4 separate regions of the Mus musculus genome follow, and regions 2, 3 and 4 are each linked to region 1. Evidence: chromatin contacts called from public Hi-C and HiChIP or PLAC-seq data. All regions are on one chromosome and are shown on one strand. The core of a region is the stretch at or near the end of the contact, and the rest is flanking DNA. Distances in the headings are between cores, read along the strand shown.

What was found. Hi-C and Micro-C count contacts between places; a contact is called where the count stands out from the background. HiChIP or PLAC-seq counts read pairs in DNA pulled down with a chosen protein or histone mark.
Region 2: an H3K4me3 HiChIP or PLAC-seq map of bone marrow-derived macrophages shows a contact between it and region 1, with 3 times the contacts expected there. The contact joins two enhancer-like sites. A contact is called at or near these places in 8 of 484 Hi-C or Micro-C datasets (the HPC-7 cell line, bone marrow-derived dendritic cells, bone marrow-derived macrophages and 2 more), 4 of 115 datasets of contacts at active chromatin or transcription factors (bone marrow-derived macrophages, double positive thymocytes, embryonic fibroblasts and 1 more) and 2 of 9 other capture datasets (adipose tissue and liver).
Region 3: an H3K27ac HiChIP or PLAC-seq map of embryonic fibroblasts shows a contact between it and region 1, with 5 times the contacts expected there. The contact joins two enhancer-like sites. A contact is called at or near these places in 2 of 39 promoter capture datasets (embryonic stem cells and neural stem cells), 8 of 15 datasets of contacts at CTCF or cohesin (CD8 T cells, the G1E-ER4 cell line, the NIH/3T3 cell line and 3 more), 78 of 484 Hi-C or Micro-C datasets (the 4T1 cell line, 8-cell embryo, B cells and 36 more), 29 of 115 datasets of contacts at active chromatin or transcription factors (the 3134 cell line, CD4 T cells, CD8 T cells and 18 more) and 1 of 9 other capture datasets (pancreatic islet).
Region 4: a contact with region 1 is called in a Hi-C map of bone marrow-derived macrophages, with 41 read pairs. The contact joins two enhancer-like sites. A contact is called at or near these places in 1 of 15 datasets of contacts at CTCF or cohesin (large pre-B cells), 3 of 484 Hi-C or Micro-C datasets (Sertoli cells, bone marrow-derived macrophages and peritoneal macrophages), 10 of 115 datasets of contacts at active chromatin or transcription factors (the 230-238 cell line, VIP interneurons, bone marrow-derived dendritic cells and 3 more) and 1 of 9 other capture datasets (embryonic stem cells).

The regions. Positions count from the first base shown.
Region 1 is chr9:77,823,949-77,828,390 of GRCm38.p6, reverse strand. The region is part of intron 1 of Gm34654 (a long non-coding RNA gene); the gene reads left to right. Among named protein-coding and RNA genes, the nearest start is that of Gm34654, 26 kb to the left of the region's middle. Within about 2 kb of position 2,575, at least 162 of the 459 cell types and tissues checked have an H3K27ac peak or open chromatin away from gene starts, as enhancers often do. A contact at or near this core is called in the MC38 cell line, the NIH/3T3 cell line, bone marrow-derived macrophages and 7 more, where this site is marked.
Region 2 is chr9:78,072,127-78,076,568 of GRCm38.p6, reverse strand. No RefSeq gene overlaps it. Among named protein-coding and RNA genes, the nearest start is that of Gcm1, 22 kb to the right of the region's middle. Within about 2 kb of position 2,663, at least 27 of the 459 cell types and tissues checked have an H3K27ac peak or open chromatin away from gene starts, as enhancers often do. A contact at or near this core is called in bone marrow-derived macrophages, where this site is marked.
Region 3 is chr9:78,020,180-78,024,621 of GRCm38.p6, reverse strand. Gm39375 (a long non-coding RNA gene) reads right to left here. Exons shown (of 4, transcript XR_870937.1): 4 at 3,919-4,442. Among named protein-coding and RNA genes, the nearest start is that of Gm23609, 8.3 kb to the right of the region's middle. Within about 2 kb of position 1,856, at least 175 of the 459 cell types and tissues checked have an H3K27ac peak or open chromatin away from gene starts, as enhancers often do. A contact at or near this core is called in the MC38 cell line, the NIH/3T3 cell line, bone marrow-derived macrophages and 7 more, where this site is marked.
Region 4 is chr9:77,959,180-77,963,621 of GRCm38.p6, reverse strand. Elovl5 (ELOVL family member 5, elongation of long chain fatty acids (yeast)) reads right to left here. Exons shown (of 8, transcript NM_134255.3): 3 at 2,569-2,756. It overlaps Gm34771 (a long non-coding RNA gene), which reads left to right. Exons shown (of 3, transcript XR_003948188.1): 3 at 1-419. Among named protein-coding and RNA genes, the nearest start is that of Gm34771, 7.1 kb to the left of the region's middle. Within about 2 kb of position 2,576, at least 23 of the 459 cell types and tissues checked have an H3K27ac peak or open chromatin away from gene starts, as enhancers often do. A contact at or near this core is called in bone marrow-derived macrophages, where this site is marked.

The sequences.
Region 1 (4,442 bases), core at 1,326-3,825:
ATAAGTTTTCAGTTCGTTTGAGTAAATACTAAGAAGTGTGGTTGTTGAATCATATGGGGAGATTAAGTTTGCTTTGTAAGAAACTTCCAAGATGTTTTCTGGAGAACCTGTATGGTTTTGTGCTTTCCCACAGACAGTGAGTCAGAGCTCTTCTTGTTCGCCATTGTTGTTGGTGCTGCTTGTTGTTAATGTTTTGGCTTTTAACTGCTCTGACAGGTGAGTGGTGTCTCCCTGTTATTCTAATGAGTAACTCTCTAGTGCCTAAGATGCCCAGAGCCCTTCAGTCAGTGCAGCTTTGCTGAGGCTTCTGTTCAATCTTCTGCCCATCTTTTAATTGAATTATTATTATTGTTTTCAAGACAGGGTTTCTTTATGTAGCCTTGGCTGGCCCAGAACTTGCTTTGTAGACTAGGATGGCCTCAAAGTCACAGAGATCCACCTGCTTGTGCCAACCAGGGTTTGGTTGAATTGTTTTCTTTCGACACTGAACTGCACAGTTTGTAAGATGTTGTGTATACACTTCATTAGGTACCCATTTTGCCATGATCTGCCCTTGGTCCTGCAGTATTGCTTGTAGAGTACTTTTTTCCTAGTGTGTGTATATGTACACAGCATGTGTGGGGTGTGTGTGTATGTGATCACATGTGAGGTCATGGGCATGAAGGCCAGAGGCGGATGTCTTCCTTAACTGTTCTTCACTTGACTTTGTAGAGGGAGGGTTTAATAGTGAACCAAGAGCTATGTGTTTGGCTCGTTGGCAAGCTGGCCCAGGACACCCTGTCTTTGTCTTCAGAACTCTGGAATCCTGGTGGCTATCATACCAGCCTGGTTTCTATGTGCATTCTGGGGACCAAACTCTAGACGTTATGGTGGGCAAGTGTTTATGTACTGACCCCACCACCTACCAGCCATGTAGAGCACTGGATTTATTTTTGAAGATTAAAAAGAAATTATTATTATTATTATTATTATTATTATTATTATTATTATTATTAGTGTGTGTGTATGTGTGTGTGTATACATACCAGAGCCTTGTAGAGCTTTTTTAAAAATTTAAATCTAGTTTATTGGGCTGACCGAATGGCTCAATTTCCAGGCAAACCCACTGAATTGAGTTTGATCACAGGAACCCTCATGGTGGAAGGAAGGAGAGAACTGAACTGATGTCCATAAGCTGGCTCTGACACCCACATGTGGGTGAGGACACACACACACACACACACACACACACACACACACACACACACGAACACACACACAGTAAAATAACAACAATAGTAACAACAACAACAGCCAAATCGATGACACATCTCTGCAGTTCCAGCACTCCAGACGGGTGGCAGGAACACTAGCTTGGACAACATACAACAGCACAAACAGACCTTGCTTAGAGAAGATGGGAGGTGAGAACCAAATTCCACAAGTTGTTTTCTGATTCCACACATGCTTTTGTCACACACAAACACACACTGCCACCACCATCACCACCACCCATCAAAATAATCCAGTTTATCAGTGTTTTTCTTATACCATACTTGTGATGCTGTGTTTAATAAAGTTCATTATAAAACCTAATGTTACCTTGAGTTCTCCAGACGTATTTAGAGAAATACATTATAGGTTTGACTTACAGTACCACAAAAATAGTCATTTAGGTAAAAATCGATTTATTTAGATTTAGCGGCTGCATTACCCTTCCGAAATCTCATGGTTTCCTGTTGTAAGTCTGTCACCTGCTTGCTTGGACTTTCTCCATTCCCCTCACTGCTCCTGGCTCCTGCTCTCCTGAGTCTGAGCCTGCTTCAGATCATTTATTATTTTGCCTGAATTTGTATTCTTGATATTTCCTACGCCCATCTAAAAATATTGGCCATAGGGATTCTATGCTACCCAGTCACCCGGCCACTCTGAGGTCTCATAAACAGGGCAGCTGTTTCCCCAGCCCTGCCCCTCCCCCAGAGCACCCCAGGGCTCACACAGCTATGAATGTGTGTCAACAAGCCTGCCCCTAAAAAGACCGAGAGGAGATGGTGCTTTGGTTTCCACCGAATGCCAGTGTCTCCTTACAAAGGATGTGCTGGTAAGAGGTCACAACTGAGGGGGACAGGCCACAGCTTAGGGATGTGTGCTCAGACTCCCACTAACTTCCTATGACTCGGTTTCTCACTGATCGGGTTTTTGGTTTGTTTGGGTTTGTTTGTTTGTTTGTTTGTTTGTTTTTTATGTGTTTGTGATTTGAAACAAAAGCAAGCGGCTTAGTCAGAGGAAGAATGTCAATTTTTTTTTTACTCTGTCTAAAGCAAAGAATACATGTGTTAAACTGAACTTCCTCTCCCCTAGAGAAACATATTCAAAACAAAATGTTCCAGTGTTATTAGTAGTGAGATCTAACAGCGTAGTGTTTCTGTGACAACCATAATTTCAACTTGGTGGGAAGCAACTCATGCCTTTCAAATCATTTCATGTAAATCATGAATCAGGAAAGTATTTTGTATTCTGACCTGGAAGTTATCCCCCTAGAGACTTCCTTCTTCTCTTACCTCAGCCTTGCATGCAAATACCACTTTGCTAATAGACTGCCCTAGCACTGTTAGGCTCCGCCTTCGGTGGAACTTGGCCACTGTCACTTCAATCTATTAGTAAGACAGATGGTTTTGATTGTTTCCAACAATGTGAAACTTTCAGTAAAAGCGTGTGGTTGGTTTTCAGATATACATTTTAGAGTTATTGTGGGTGGTAGACCGTTAGACCATCTAGTAAATGTTGAAAGGACTCCAGCAGTCTGTACAGAGGGAAGATCCAACAGCCAGTTCTCAGAGGAGCAGGATCCTCTAACTGCACTTTCCAGCTGTGAGGCTGTGCACAGCTGGGGGTGGGGGTGGGGCCCGCCTTGAGGGCCTGAGACTCCCGCACCGGCTCTCTCCTGATGAGTAATGATTCTACCCTCTCCTAACCACACTTCCAGTTAGTCTCCTTGCTGGACAGGAAGTCCAGCTCTGGTAACAGCCATTAAAAGTCTCTTAATGCTTTGCCAGGTTTTTGTTGTTATTGTTGTTGTTTGTTTTGTTTTACAGACAGGCTCTTTGCATTTACAGGATGGTTTCTGGTTTTGTGTTTTTGTGGGATTTCTGTGTGTGCAAATGTGTGTGCCTCTATGACTACACGCATTTCTTGAGTTTTTCCTTTGCCTTTTTTTCTTCCTCTGTTTGTTCTATCTCATTCTAGTTTGTTCATTTTTGTTTTATTTAATTTAATTTTATTATGATTATTATAACATTTTTAGATGTCTGTTTGTAGTTTAACAAGACAGAGAAAGAAAGGGTGTGGATTTGTGTTAGAATATATTGTATTTTAAAAATCTATTTTAAATTAAAATTTTTTATTTTTATTTTATTTTTTAATTAAAGTGTTTAATTAAATTAAAATTTTCAAAAAGTGCCCATAGGTTAAAAATACTTCCAGATTTTTTGATCTCTCTCTCTCTGAAGCATAAGAAAGCTGAGAAAAACGTGCTGTCTGTTTAAGTAGGGCTTACTGGCTAGCTCAGACTGCTGTGCCCACTGGCTTCATTGACTTACATGGCCTCAAGTGCAATTAAGAAGGGGAATCCCACATATAGTAAGAATCACTAATAGTTCAGGTTATAATAGGATATTCTTATTTGCTATAGGAAGACGAAGAATTAAGAGACTAGAAACAGTTCAATTTTGAAAAGAAATGTGTGTGCTATTATACAAAATTATTATTATTTCTACTTGATGACGTTCTCAGGCAGGAAAATATGGGAAAAGGCCAGCAAGTGTAGAAATATCATTTGCATGAGATTTCAGTTCAGATTTTTGTATGTCCACACAGCTCTTCTTTTTGTACACACACCTTTGTGCACAGGTTTTCTGGTCCATGAGGGAAGCTCGTTCTGACCTGATCTGAGTGCAGCTTTAGATTCTGAGGTGACATGGGATGTGCCATGAATTTTCCAATTCTTGAAGCTTTCTTCCATGGTCTCCAGAGCCATGATTAGACCTCCTTGCTTAGCACACACACATCATCCAACACGGTGACTATTCAGTGGGACATAGTACTCATGAATTAGGATCCGAAGGTCTCTTGAGGCCTTCCTTTAGAAACCAGTCTATTATATATAAAATTACATAGCAGTTACAAATGGCAACAACAGGGTTAACAATCACAACTACCTCACTCCCCAGACCTCTGGATTAGGGTGGTCTGGGGTCAAGTTTAACCTGGCCTTGCTAAAGAGTGGCTCACTCAAAATGGAGCAGACCTCAGCAAGGTGAGACAACTCAACTGCTTGGCACTTAGCATTTAGCATATCGGACATGATGAAGAGAGTCTGCAATGTTCTCCTTCAGTGGGGGTCCCTGTGTAGTAAAGTGGACACACAAGGAGAGAGGATGCAAACAGAGAACGTGGCCATGCTA
Region 2 (4,442 bases), core at 1,414-3,913, 250 kb before region 1:
AGTCAATTCAGAGTATGAAGATGGAATTTAGGGAAGAGATGGAGACCCTGACGTAGGACTGTGACATGACTCAGCAGGCGAAGACCCTTGCCAGGAAGCCTGACGGCTGACTTTGGTTCCCAGAACCTACATGGTGGAAGGAGAAGACTGACCCCTGCAAGTTATCATCGGAGCTCCCCAAGTACTTGACGGCATCAACATGCACACATATGACTCTGCATAAACAAGTAAATAAATTGTAAAATAAATAAATATTGGGGAAAATCACATTGAAATGATGCTGGAGACGATGATGGCAGTAAGTCAAGGAAAAATCTCAGTGGAAAGTCTTTGTTGACCCAACATCCATCGTTTTACATCAAAAGATGCCTGACCTTGGGGCCTTGGAAAAACATGAGCAGGTCAAACTCAAAAGCATCAGGTGCAAGAATAACTAAGACAGGGAAGAAATGAAGAAATAGAAACAATAAGACAACCACAAAGCCAATGAAATAAAATTGGTTCATGGAGCGATAAACAAGACTGATAAAACTCAGCCAAACCAGGGCTGGAGAGATGACTCAGCGGTTAAGAGCACTGATTGCTCTTCCAGAGGTCCTGAGTTCAATCCCCAGCAACCACATGGTAGCTCACAACCATCTGTAATGGGATCCAAGGCACTCTTCTGGCGTGTCCAAAGATGGCTACAGTATACTCACATGCATGAAATAAATAGAAAAATGTTTAAAAAAAACAAACAAACAAATCTCAGCCAAACTGATCAAAAGAGAGAAGATCCAAATAAATAAATTTAGACTTTAAAAGATAGGAATTACAACAATAAAAATGAAGTTCATATAATCATGAGGAGGATATACCTTAAAACTTATCGTCCACTAAGCCAGGAGATTGGTGACTTTCTCGGTGCATATAATCTACTAAAGTTAAACCAGGATGAGATAAAAAAAAAATTAAACAAACATCAAAATTGAAGCAAAATAAATCCAAGTCTAGGTGGATTCACTATAATCCTCGAAGAAGAATTAACCCTGACCCTCCTCACACCTATCCATAAAATAGAAAAAGAAGGAACACCTCCAAATGTATTTTGCAAAGCTGGCATTACCATGAAAAACCAGAGGCATGATCTGTAACTGACCACGCCTGTGGTGGCGGACACAGGAGAGCAGGGATTCTGGGAGGGTGATAATGATTAATAATAATAATAATATAATGATAGCAACAACAACAATAATCTCCAAGGAATTAAAAGTCAGTCTTGTTGGTTCTTAAAGGAAGTGACATCTTCAGTAAGTGTAGAAAATTGCCCAGATCTCTATGACAGACTTTACTTCAGAATAATAAATAAATAAATAAATAAATAAATAAATAAATAAGAAGGGCCCAGACTTTCCTCCCTAATGAAGCCTAATGAAAACCTGCTTGTACTAACCTATTCTTTCCCATTCAGAAGCTTATCACAGTAGATCTTAATTGTTTGATTAATTAGAGTCAGAAGTGAAATTGTGCCAGGCACAGTAGGAAGAGATTAAGTAGATGGTGGAGTGGTGGAACAGAAGGAAGAGCGAATAGGAGGTGGAGAAACAGAAGACGAGGAAAAAGAGCTGAGTAGTTTATGTGCTGTGAAGAGAGACAGAATTGGAAACAACAGCAGAATATCAGAAGAGTCCAGGTGGGAATCCAGTATTGATATAGCATACTAGAAGCCAGGGGCCTCGAAACAGACCAATGACTCATTGCAATGAACATTTGCAAGTAAAGATGTGTGGACAAAAGGGAATACCGTGTGACATACTGTGACACACTACAGCTTCCACAAGATTTTTTTTTCTTTTGTGGGGGAGGTTACAAGGGCAGAAGGCAGACGTGATGATGGGACAGGAAAATGAGTAGGATTGGGGTTCATGATGTGAAATTCACAAATAATCAATAAAACATTAAAAAAGATTTATCCACAGGCCTTTGTTAAGACCTAATTAGGTATACCTTTTAAATTATAGGTTTTTTTTTAAAGATTTATTTATTTATTTATTATATGTAAGTACACTGTAGCTGTCTTTAGACACACCAGAAGAGGGTGTCAGATCTCATTACGGATGGTTGTGAGCCACCATGTGGTTTCTGGGATTTGAACTCAGGACCTTCGGAAGAGCAGTCAGTGCTCTTAACCGCTGAGCCATCTCTCCAGTCCTTAAATTATGTTTCTAAAATGAAAAATAATTAAATCACTTTCCATTTCCCTTTCCTCTCTTCAACACCTCCCTCCACTGCGCCTTTACTCTCCATTTGGTAGCCTCTTTCTCTTTGACTATTATTGTTACATACATATCTTTGTGGTGTGTGTGTGTGTGTGTGTGTGTGTGTGCGCGCGCGCGCGGTTGAACAGCCTGTTGATCCTGGAAACAAGCCTCCACAGCTGATTCATCACAAAGCCGACCACTGCCTGCACTCAGCCCCTTCTGCAAACAGAGCTGAGAAAATTGGACACACACCCGCAGAAGACAAAAACCTAACCCTTGCCTCTCATCCTTGCAAAATTTAAGCCTAAAAGTAAGGATTCAAACTCTGAAATTTCTAGAAGGAAGTGCTGGGGGAGATTCTTCAAGATAGTCCTACGTTCAGTGACTTCCTGGGTGAAACCCGCAAAAGCCCAGGAAACAGAAGCGTAAAAATGACAGTATTAAATGAAACCAAAAAGCTCTGAATGGCCCAGAAAACAGGAGTGATGGTGTGATCTTCACACCAGGAGGAAATGGTTGCAGGCTATTCGTTTGACAGGGAGTTAATATACAGAAAATGCACAGCACTCAAAAAAAATGTTAAAAATAAGCAAGTGATCTATAATGTTTAAAAGAGGAAATCAGCTGGGTGGTGGTGGCCTACGCCTTTAATCCTAGCACTTGGGAAGCAGAGGCAGGTGGATTTCTGAGTTTGAGGCCAGCCTGGTCTACAAAGTGAGTTCCAGGACTGCACAGAGAAACCCTGTCTTGAAAAACAACAACAATAACAAAAAAAAAAAAAAAACCAAACCAAAAAAAAAAAAAAAGAGGAAATCAAGGGGCTGGAGAGATGGCTCAGTGGTTAAGAGCTGTCTGCTCTCCCAGAGGGCTCAGTTCAATTCCCAAGGCCCACAAGGCAGCTCACAACTCTCTGTAAGTCCACTTCCAGAGCATCTGACACCCTCACACAGACATACTCGTGTGTAAAACACCAATGCGCATTTAAAAACAAGCAAACCAACCCTGTAACAAAAGAAGAAATAGAAATGGCCTAAAATATATGAATTTTCTCACTATGAATATGCATCGCAGAAGTGCAGTGAGATACCACCTCGCATCAGTTTGAAAGGCTGTCTTCAGAGTCCGTCATGGGGACATTTATCTGTAATCCTCAGTTTAGGAGGCTGAGATAGGAGGTTCACAAGTTTGAGGCCAGCCTGGGCTCTCTAGTGAGACACTGTTTAAAATCAACTAATCCCATCATTAAATGCAAAAGGAGATGGGGGAAAGGAACTCAAGATGAACTGCTGACTGCAAGTAAGTACAGCACAAGAGAGAGCAATACGCAAGCTCCTCACGGTTCTGGCTACATTCTGTCGCTGGGATAAAACGCTGACTGAGGGCAACTAAAAGGAGGAGAGCATCTGTCTCATCTGTCACTTTCAGGTCACAGTCCATCTCTGGGAGAAGTCAGGGCCAGAAATCAAAGGCCGAACCCAATAGCAAGACTGATTGCTATCCTAGGGTACATTACCTCTGACTGGGGAACTCACAGCCAAGGCAGTACATCAGAAACCATGGAGGAAGGGTCCCTGTGGCTCCCTCACATGCTTAACTAGGTTTCTTACGCAACCCAGGCAGGATGACCTGTCTGGGGAATGGTACTGCTCACAGTGGGCTGAGACCTCCTACATCAATTGACAATCAAGACCAACCTTCACAGACACACACTCAGACCATCCTCAAGTGAGATTCCCTCCCAGGTAATGCGAAGTTGACAGTCAAAGCTAACCAGGACACTCATAAAACTGAGGCAGGTCTATTTAGTGGGTCTGGATCCAAAGAAGATCACGTCAGCATTGCGGAAATTATGACAGGGATGTCTTTGAGGCACTATTACTAAGTATACTCTTACCACAGCCACAGTCCATGAGCTACATCGGCACTTCTCAAACCCCATGCCTCCATTCTAAGAGTTCCTTAACTAACGGATGGTTATTACTAAAGAAGAAAAATGAAAATCAATTACACCCAGCTGAGGACTCTGCAAGCTAGCTACAATAACAAAGATACACAATAGTGGCAGGAACATAATGAGAGTAACCAACCACTCCATCATATGAAACCCATACCTGGCACTAATATTGAGGCAAGAACCTATGGATAAGCAAGCCATAAGCCCTAGGGGAAAACTTACTATAATTTTTGCTGCTCCCTGATCAA
Region 3 (4,442 bases), core at 607-3,106, 200 kb before region 1:
ACACACACACACACACACACACACACACGGCAATTTTGGAGAAAGAAGGAAGCTGAAGGGGTGCAGATAGTAAGTCAACTAAGAGCAAAGTAAGGACATATGTGCATAATGATGTCATGGTGTGCATAATGATGTCATCAGGAAACCCATACATTTTTGCTTTGCTTTTTTAAAAAAGATGTCCCTAAAGCCAGGCACAGTGTCACATGACTGTAATCTCAGCACTGGGGAGGCAGAAGAATTGTGGTTTCGATGCCAGCCTGGACTACATAGCAAAACTCTATCTAAAAACCAAAAACCAAAAACAAACCCTCACTAATACAAGAGAAATGAGATGGATTTTTGTTTTGGTTTTTGGTTTTTGGTTTTTTGAGACAGGGTTTCTCTGTATAGCCCTGGCTGTCCTGGAACTCACTCTGTAGACCAGGCTGGCCTTGAACTCAGATATCCGCCTGCCTCTGCCTCCCAAGTGCTGGGATTAAAGACGTGTGCCACCACGCCCGGCTGAGATGGATTTTTAATATCATAAGCTCAAGTCAAGCTTTCTGAGTAGTGTAATCGCTAACACAATGCTTTTGCCTGCAGGCCTTGTCACCATGTTTGAAACTCCTGCCTCCTGAGAGTGCAGAGGAGGGAGTGAGTGAGTGGGCTGAAGGACAAGGAAGAAAAAGGAGGCAGGGGTCTGGGTAACACAGCTTGTGCACCCACAGAAGCTGCGGGAGCAGAGGTGAGGGGGCCGGAGGCTGAGGCACAGGTCCGAGTCTTAAATTAGTTAGTGAGTTGCGTCACTGGCTCTGAACCTGACCACCATCTTATCATAGAAAGCACCCCAAGAGGCCACCTTGCTCACAACCAAAACAGTCCCCGTTAGCCTCTACCCCAGACCTATGGTGGCCTTACCGCTTCTGATCTCCCTTGTAGTCAAATAAATTATCTCATTTGCTGTCTTTTCTGAAGAATTTTCAAAAAAAAAAAAAACCCACTAACAATGCATTCATTAGTTGTCTGAACCACATTTCAATTATCTCCCAATCATGTGCAGCTAATGTCTATGGCCTTGGTAAATGGAAACATGTTAACACAGAGAACTTGTGAATGAAAAACAGCCTGTCGCGGTGGGAAACATGGTGAGATGGCTTGCTGACAGCGGTGCTTGCTACCAAGGCTGCCACTCTGAGTTTGATTCCCCGAGTCCTACACGTGGAAGGAAGGAGTCAACTAGTGCAAATTGTCTTTTGACCTTTATATGTATACCTACACATGAATAAAAGTTTTTAATGTTAATGGGATTTTTAAAAAAATGTTTTGATAACAGTGAGTGGTGCTCTGGATGGTCTAAACACCCGTGACAGTCCTCAAGGGGTAAGGTGGACATCGGCTCCTAACGTGCACATACGTTCCAGGGTGTGTAACCGCAACCTAGAATGAGGAGGGGAAGTTGAAAAGAACAGAAAACCCTTACTGAGCAGGTAATCTGGACGTGATTTATCGTGGGAGGGAACAACATTGGCGAGTGATGGTTTGGGCAATTAGGAGAAGCTGTAATAGAAAGATTAGCTAAGGGCTGGAGAGATGGCTCAGTGGGTAAGAGTACCCGATTGGTCTTCCGAAGGTCCAGAGTTCAAATCCCAGCAACCACATGGTGGCTCACAACCATCCGTAACAAGATCTGACTCCCTCTTCTGGTGTGTCTGAAGACAGCTACAGTGTATTTACATATAATAATAAATAAATCTTAAAAAAAAAAGAAAGATTACCTAAGGTCCAAGTTAATAAGTCAACTATCCTTTGAATGTCATAGCCATGGCTGGCTGGCGTAAACTCCTGAAAGGGTCACTTTCATTTCCAGATGCCCTGACCTGGACCATCTCTGATCTGGCACACTGGGGACTCATCAGGATATCCAGTGATGTGGTGGGGGTAGAGGGGGCAAGGAGCTGTCAGAAGTTTTCAGAACAGCCCTAGGGCAGAAAAGCTAATCACACCAGGTCGAACATAAAGTTGTAAAGAGAAATAAAAGCATTCTTGATCCTACAGACTGGACTTTGTCTCCCACCCCACCCCATTAGCCAAATGTAAACCTTATTACATCAGAGCGGTCCTCAACCTTATCTGTGGTTTCAGTTCCCTGCTTAAATATGCTCTGAAATTGTTCAGTGGAAAGTTCTGAGCATAACCGATGCCTGTGCTGGAAACTACATTTTATTCTGAGCAGTATGATGAAATCTGTGTCCTGCCCTGCCCTGCATGGGGTATGAATCACTCCTGCTTCCTGTACACCCGGCTGTGTACACTCTGTGCCCATCAGTCAGCTGGCAGCACCGCCACAGCATCACGGTGCCTCTGTCTGGGTCTGGTGTCCACCTCAGCTTCAAGCATCCACTGAGGCCTTAGAGCCTACCCCTGGAGGAGAGTGGTCGGCAGACAGGAGCCCCAGACCTTTAGACAGCAAAATAACTTAGAGTCAGCCTGCAAGTCGATTCAGTGAGCTGTCACAGGTCCTCCGGACACTGTAACAGATGATATCTCTGGATCTTAATGGGCCAGCCAGGAGGGTCGAGGAGGCAGAAGCACAAAGCCAAAGAGTTTGAGAGACAGAAAGAGGCCACTGCAGCTGGAACATGGGAGATTGGCTCTTAATTTTCCCTTCATGCTTGAGTCTCAGCCAAATATCAGCGGGAGAAGACTCCCCCACCACAGAAGCCAAGCACCCCCACCTCCAGCAAGCCACTTTCCTTCACGGTCTGTCTTCACAGCTCACAATACCTAAGGAGGTTCTAGTGTGTGTGTTCATGGAAAGCGCATCCATCCGCCACCGATGGTCTAGGCCAGGAAGGTAGAGTCCAGAGCTTGCTAAAGGTTTGGATGTTACCTAAGATCCATGGAGGCTGCTGACAGGGAAGTGACTGGTTATTCTCGTTAGGATAGAATACAAGAAACTCTGGAGTTTATGGGCCAAGAGGCTTATTTAACACATAGTTCGGGAGGGTGGAAATCCCAGGCTGGTCAGCCACACGTGGCAAGAGCCTCATGTTCTGTTTTAATAGGTGGAAAAACAAGACCCGTGATATAGAGGACAAAGAACGAGGGTCAGCCTGACCTTACAACAACCTGCTGTCATGGTAACTGACTGGCCCAACAGAGGCATTCATTCCCGCATGGGGAGTGGGATGCCAGAGGAGGCTTTTCTTCCTTCGGACTGTTTGCCTGAGCTGTGGGGTGGTCGGGTTGGGGTGTGGAGAGCAGGAGAGAAGGCAGAGCCTGCAGCTGGGAGCAATTGCACTGAGGCGGAACGAAATTCCCTGTATAAGGAAGAAACCACAAGCTTATCTCTTTGGCAAGAAAAGCCTGAGAGATTTCTGCCACACTCGAGGATCAGACTGCTCCTCTCTGAAAATGTGAGGTCACTGGCTTAGACCTGGAGACCAAAGAAGCCCCCAGACAAGGCTGTGGATTTCAGCAGCTGAGCAGCTATGGGGAGAGAGATAGGCCTGAAGGACTTGTGGAAAAGGTGACCCAGCCTGCAGAAGAGTCTACGCAGACCTAAGTTGCTGACAAATGACCTCATCTTGCCAGAGTAGAAGAGTTTGTTTATTTTAATTTTATTTGTAAAATAAATAATAAAGAGTTTTTGCCTGCATGTATGTCTGTGTACCACTTATATGTCCGAGGAGTCACTGAATTCTCTGGAACTGAAGTTTTAAACAGTTGTGAGCCACCATGTGACTTCTGGGAATCAAATCTGGGTCTTCTTGCAAGAGCAGTCAGTGCTTTTAAATGCTGAACTATCTCTCCAACCTGGCATAGAACACTTTAAATAAGGTTTCTTTCCTGTGGCTGGAACAGCAGAGGAGCTATGAGCTCCCAGAGAAGGAAACATTAAGACACAGAAGTATTTTAAGCTTGTTTTTCAAGCCTGCACAAGAGCTACGTTTGGGGAGGAGACTGAGACACCATTGAGGGAATCTAGCTGTTGAAGCTGAAGTGTCCTTTCTCTGGGCCTGTCAGAGAGAAGGCCTGGCCTGCAGGAGCTGCCACTGTCAACCTACCCAAAAGATTAAATATTTAGGGCACTTTGGAGAGAGAAGTTGCCTATGCTTTGAAAAGATAAGTCTAAATCTAGCACCTTAGACCACCCCTACATGCTACCTTCCATGAGAGCCCACATTGATGCCCATGACCTGTGCTGCCACCAAAGGCCATGATCAAGTTCAGAGAACTATGTGGATGCCCGTGGTCTGTGTTCCTGTAGGAGGCCATCTTGATGTCTGTAGTCCATGTTATCATCAAAAGTCAAGTGGATGCCCTTGGTCTGTTCAACCGCCAGGGGCCATGTTGGTGTCCATGGCCTGTGCCCACATCATGATGGTGTTTGTGGTCCGGGCTGTGGCCAAGGAGATGTTGATGTCCTTGTTCTGTGCTATCACCGAAGAGCATGCTGA
Region 4 (4,442 bases), core at 1,327-3,826, 140 kb before region 1:
ACACCTAACTAAGTCACAGTACCTACATCAACAAGGGAAGCCTCACACACCCGATACTGTCAAACTAATGCATCTCACATCTCAAATACACTGAAAACCCAGGATTGCCTGGCCTTTGCCGGGAGATAAACCTAAGGTCAATGAGGTATCTACACACACAGCCTCCTTTCCCTACCTAAGGCACCAACTATAAATATACCTGTACTCCCGTTACATTTTGGCCTTGTGTCATTTTCAGAATTGCTTCAGTTGTTTTTACCCCGCTCCCTTCCTGCCTCTGCGGCTCCCCTCCTTTCCTGGTCCCCCTCGTTTAAGAAGACTTCTGTGTTTCCTTTTTGTGGCCATTACTTTTCCTTGTATTGATTCAGAACATGTCAAGGCATATCTGTAGTTAATAAACCAAAATACCAATGACTATATATTTGCTTAAAAGAAACAATTCCTTACAGCCTCGGAAGCAGGAAGGTAACTAGAGACTGGCGTGCGTGACACTGCACCCCAAGGGCCTCACAACCTCCTCAGCGTAGCCGGTAAGGCTTCATGGCTGCCCTACTGTGTCTTCTTAGTTCACAGAATACAAATGCTAGTTCTAGAAAAAGGAACTGAAATGAAGTCCCAGACTTGACAAGGACACACTACAGTCACTACTATAGTGTGGTGGACCCTTTTAGTCCATGGAAGGACAGAACCAATGTTGTGTATGGTGACCGTGCTGAAGGGCTTGGGGCTGCTCCCGCAGCAGGAGCGATCCGAATGCTGGTGTGTTGCCCTTTATGTCCTGCAAGCTTAAGGGTCATGGGTGGGATTTCCTCTGTATACCTGAAAGTACTCATCTGGGCCATACTGCTAGAAAGAAATCTATGCTTTCAATACAGGCTGCCTGGAAGTCCCTAAATCAGATGCACAAACTGCCAGTTTATACAGCAATTTTCTTCTCGTGACTTCGGAGATATCTATATACAAAGTTAAATGACACTATAACTATCTCATCTGGGCTTGTGAAACATGCAACACTGAAGGCACACACTGAGGCTCTCCAAAAGTCAATCAACTTAAATGAACTGTTTCTAGAATATACTATGTACAATATTAAAGTCTATAAGCTCTACATAAGCTTCGTTAAAGAAATGGTATTATCACTGTTCCATTAGTGAGAGAAAAGTTCGCTCTGGAACCCGACGGCTGCTGCAGTCTGTCCCTGGAGCAGGAGAGCAGCTCCCAGCACTGGGCCAGGTGTCATGCACACACTCGGCTCCTGCCTCCAGGCCTGCACTCTCCATCTTAGAGCAGAGAGGGCCTTCATTCTAGAGAGGAACAGAAAAAAAAAAAAAAAAAAAAGAAAGAAAAGAAAAGAAAAACAAAACAAAACAACAACAAAACAGAAAACAAAAAAGAAAAATAAAAAAATAGGAAACCAAACTGGTTGTAAGCACTTCTCTAAGAGTTAAACATAAAAGCGATGGCAGAGCTGTTCTCACAGGCGAGCATCTCTACCCAGGGAGAGGGTACGGGCAGGACCGGACGAGCACATCCTTCTGCTGGAGGGGATCCTCCAGTGGTCATGGCAATTTCTACTAGCTCCCATCCCTGAGCAGTATGAGCCTGGAAGCCACCACGACAGGCCCCTCCTCCCCTCCCCTATTCTTTTCTCTACCACCTCCCCGGAGAACTGAAGCTGCCGGAACACCTAAGAATATCGGAATACGTCCATTTTGTGGGTAGATCGGAATTCTCTGTATGGAGGGGATTTAGCAAAAGGCTAATGTGAGCCTGGAAAATAGAGTCCTTCCAAGAGACACAGATGAACCATGCTGACCAATGAGGGACAACATTCCCTGTCTTCCTGGCTTTACGGACTGTATCATTATCCCTTGCAAAATAGGGAGGAGAACTGAAGTGTTGACTCTGATTATTTGCCTTTTAGCCAAAACATTCTAGCCACGTGAAAGAATGACTGGGCCCAAACTCACACACACCCATCTAAGATTCCAAATGAGGATCTTACCACTCACGTGACCTAGCTTCTAAAATCAGCTTATACACAACACAGTGTCCCACACAAGAGTGCCATGCGCAATGAATATGGACAGCGACACTTTAAAAACAGAACTTGTGAGATCTGACAAGTTACCAGATCAAAACAAAAGCTGAATTGCCACAGAATTTCCCACTGTCCCACCCACTTCCTCCTCCACACGAGAAGCAAGCATTTATTAATAATAAAATGTACCCAGATCCGCTCTTCAACCTTCCTTTGTTTTCCAGCCTATCTGTTACGCGAATAAGAATGTTTTTGAAGCTATTTAGCTTAGTTCTCAGTGTGCCACACAAAACACGAGCGACAAAAACTCAGCAACCAAAGCTTCTCCTTTGAGGTATTCCAGGGGACATCTGTACAGACATCTGGTTTATAAAGATCCACTTCAAAACCTACTTAAAATGCATTAACGGACTCGCTGTCCCTCTTTCTCCCGAGTGAAACAGATGCCTTTCTTCACGTAGGGACACACCTCAGGCGGCCACAGCAGCACAGCTCCGTGGAAGGAAGCCCTAGAGCCACTGACCTACCTCATAGAACATGTAGAGAGACAGCAGGGTGAGTCCAAGGTTATACAACTGCAGGATGCCTCGGCAAGAGAACGGCTGCCGGTTCTTCATGTATTTTGGTCCCAGCCATACAATGAGTAAGTAAATAACAGAACAGACAAACGTAGGGATGTAATTGTCCAGGAGGAACCATCCTTTGACTCTTGTATCTGAAAACCAACAGAAGGAAAACATTTAGTCGTCAACACATAAGGGAGACCACTTCCAAAGCCACCTGACACTCATGTTGCCTTTAGTCTGGGCAATACAATAAAAGCAAACCACATACAAATATACATCAAATAAAGCAAAGCTCTTTTGATACAGGTTTAGAATAATTTATTACTTGTGTTTACGCTAAGTAAAATAATATAAACATGCTTTCAAAGAATCTGAAAGAAAATAGAAAGTCAAACTACCCACTAAGTTTATTATGCTTACTGAATTAATGTGGAATTGGAAAACTTAAGAGATGGTAGTTTGCATTCAAAAGCCTTCCAGCTCAGTGAGTGCCCGGCACGTGCAGGCACAAGCAGTGTGCCCTTCAGCCAGGTGAGGGACACTGGGTCTGACTGGGGAGCCAGCAATAGAGGCCAGTGAGTAAAAAGAATGGACCACTATTGGCTCGGCCATGATCAGACTCGGGACTATGCAAGGCAGTGGTCCTCAACCTTCCCAGTGCTTCGACCTTTTAATACAATTCCTCATGTTGTGGTGACCCCCTACCATAAAATAATTTTCATTGCTACTTCATATCTGTAATTTTGCTATTGTTATGAATTGTAAGTATCTGATAATGCAGGATATCTAATATATGACCCCTGTGAAAAAGTCATTTGGTCCCAAAGGGTCCTGACCCACAGGCTGAGAACCCCTGAGCTCATGTTTTTAGGGTAGAGACCCACCCTGACTCAGAGGACACCCCACTCTTACCCCGTCTCCTAGGCAGGACAAAGAAAGGGAAGAAACCCAAGCGCATGCTAGAAGCAGCCTCCAGCCACTGCTCTACTGGACGGCCTCGCTCTCGCCCTCATCTCCTCCCCTGGCCTCGCAGGGAAGAGGAACACGCTCCCTTTGGGGAACTACATGCCAGTCTTCCTTCTATGCAGACACTTGACCCCGTCCAGCCAGTCCGCCGCACCTTGCTTTCACTTGTTTCAGTCAGAGCTGCTGCCTCTACTCCCCACGCCACCAGTTATGATACAGTAGTGGCGGATGGCAATGTTGGTCCTTCAGGGAAGTGGCTGGCCCCAGAGACCACAAGGAAGGGGCCCCTAACACCTTTTGATCTCAGCTCTGGGCCTTAGCAGTATATGCTGAGAAAGTAACGTTTTCACTTACCAGCTAGCGAAGCTAAGTATTTACCTATAAAATTTCCATATCCTTTACTTAAAGGTTCAGCTCAGCACCTTATTCTTTTGTATTGTGTATTTCCAAGAGCACCCATAGCAGCTGGTCACAACCCTAGCCCCAGGGCAAGCGTTCCTAAGGATCCAGGTAACCATGGCGGATCACTGCTCTGTGTGGTTTCTCGTGCAGAAATGGAATGTTGGGGTAATTGTGACCACTAAGCTTTCTTTTTTCTCCAGCTTATGCAATGAACAACCATCTTCTTCCTGTGGTGGGTGAACAGCCTGAGCTACTGGAATCATGAAGGTGGTCATCTTGAGGACGGATGAGAATGGCAAAGTGGAAAAATACAAAGAACAGGGTTCTTGGTTACGGCCACAGTGCCCTTGCAATGGGCTCCTCTACCTTGCAAAGTAGAGCACTTATCACTTTTATTACTTCAGACAACTAAAGGCTGAATTTTCTGACTCTTTATAACCAAGTATGAAGGCACCGTTTCAACACAG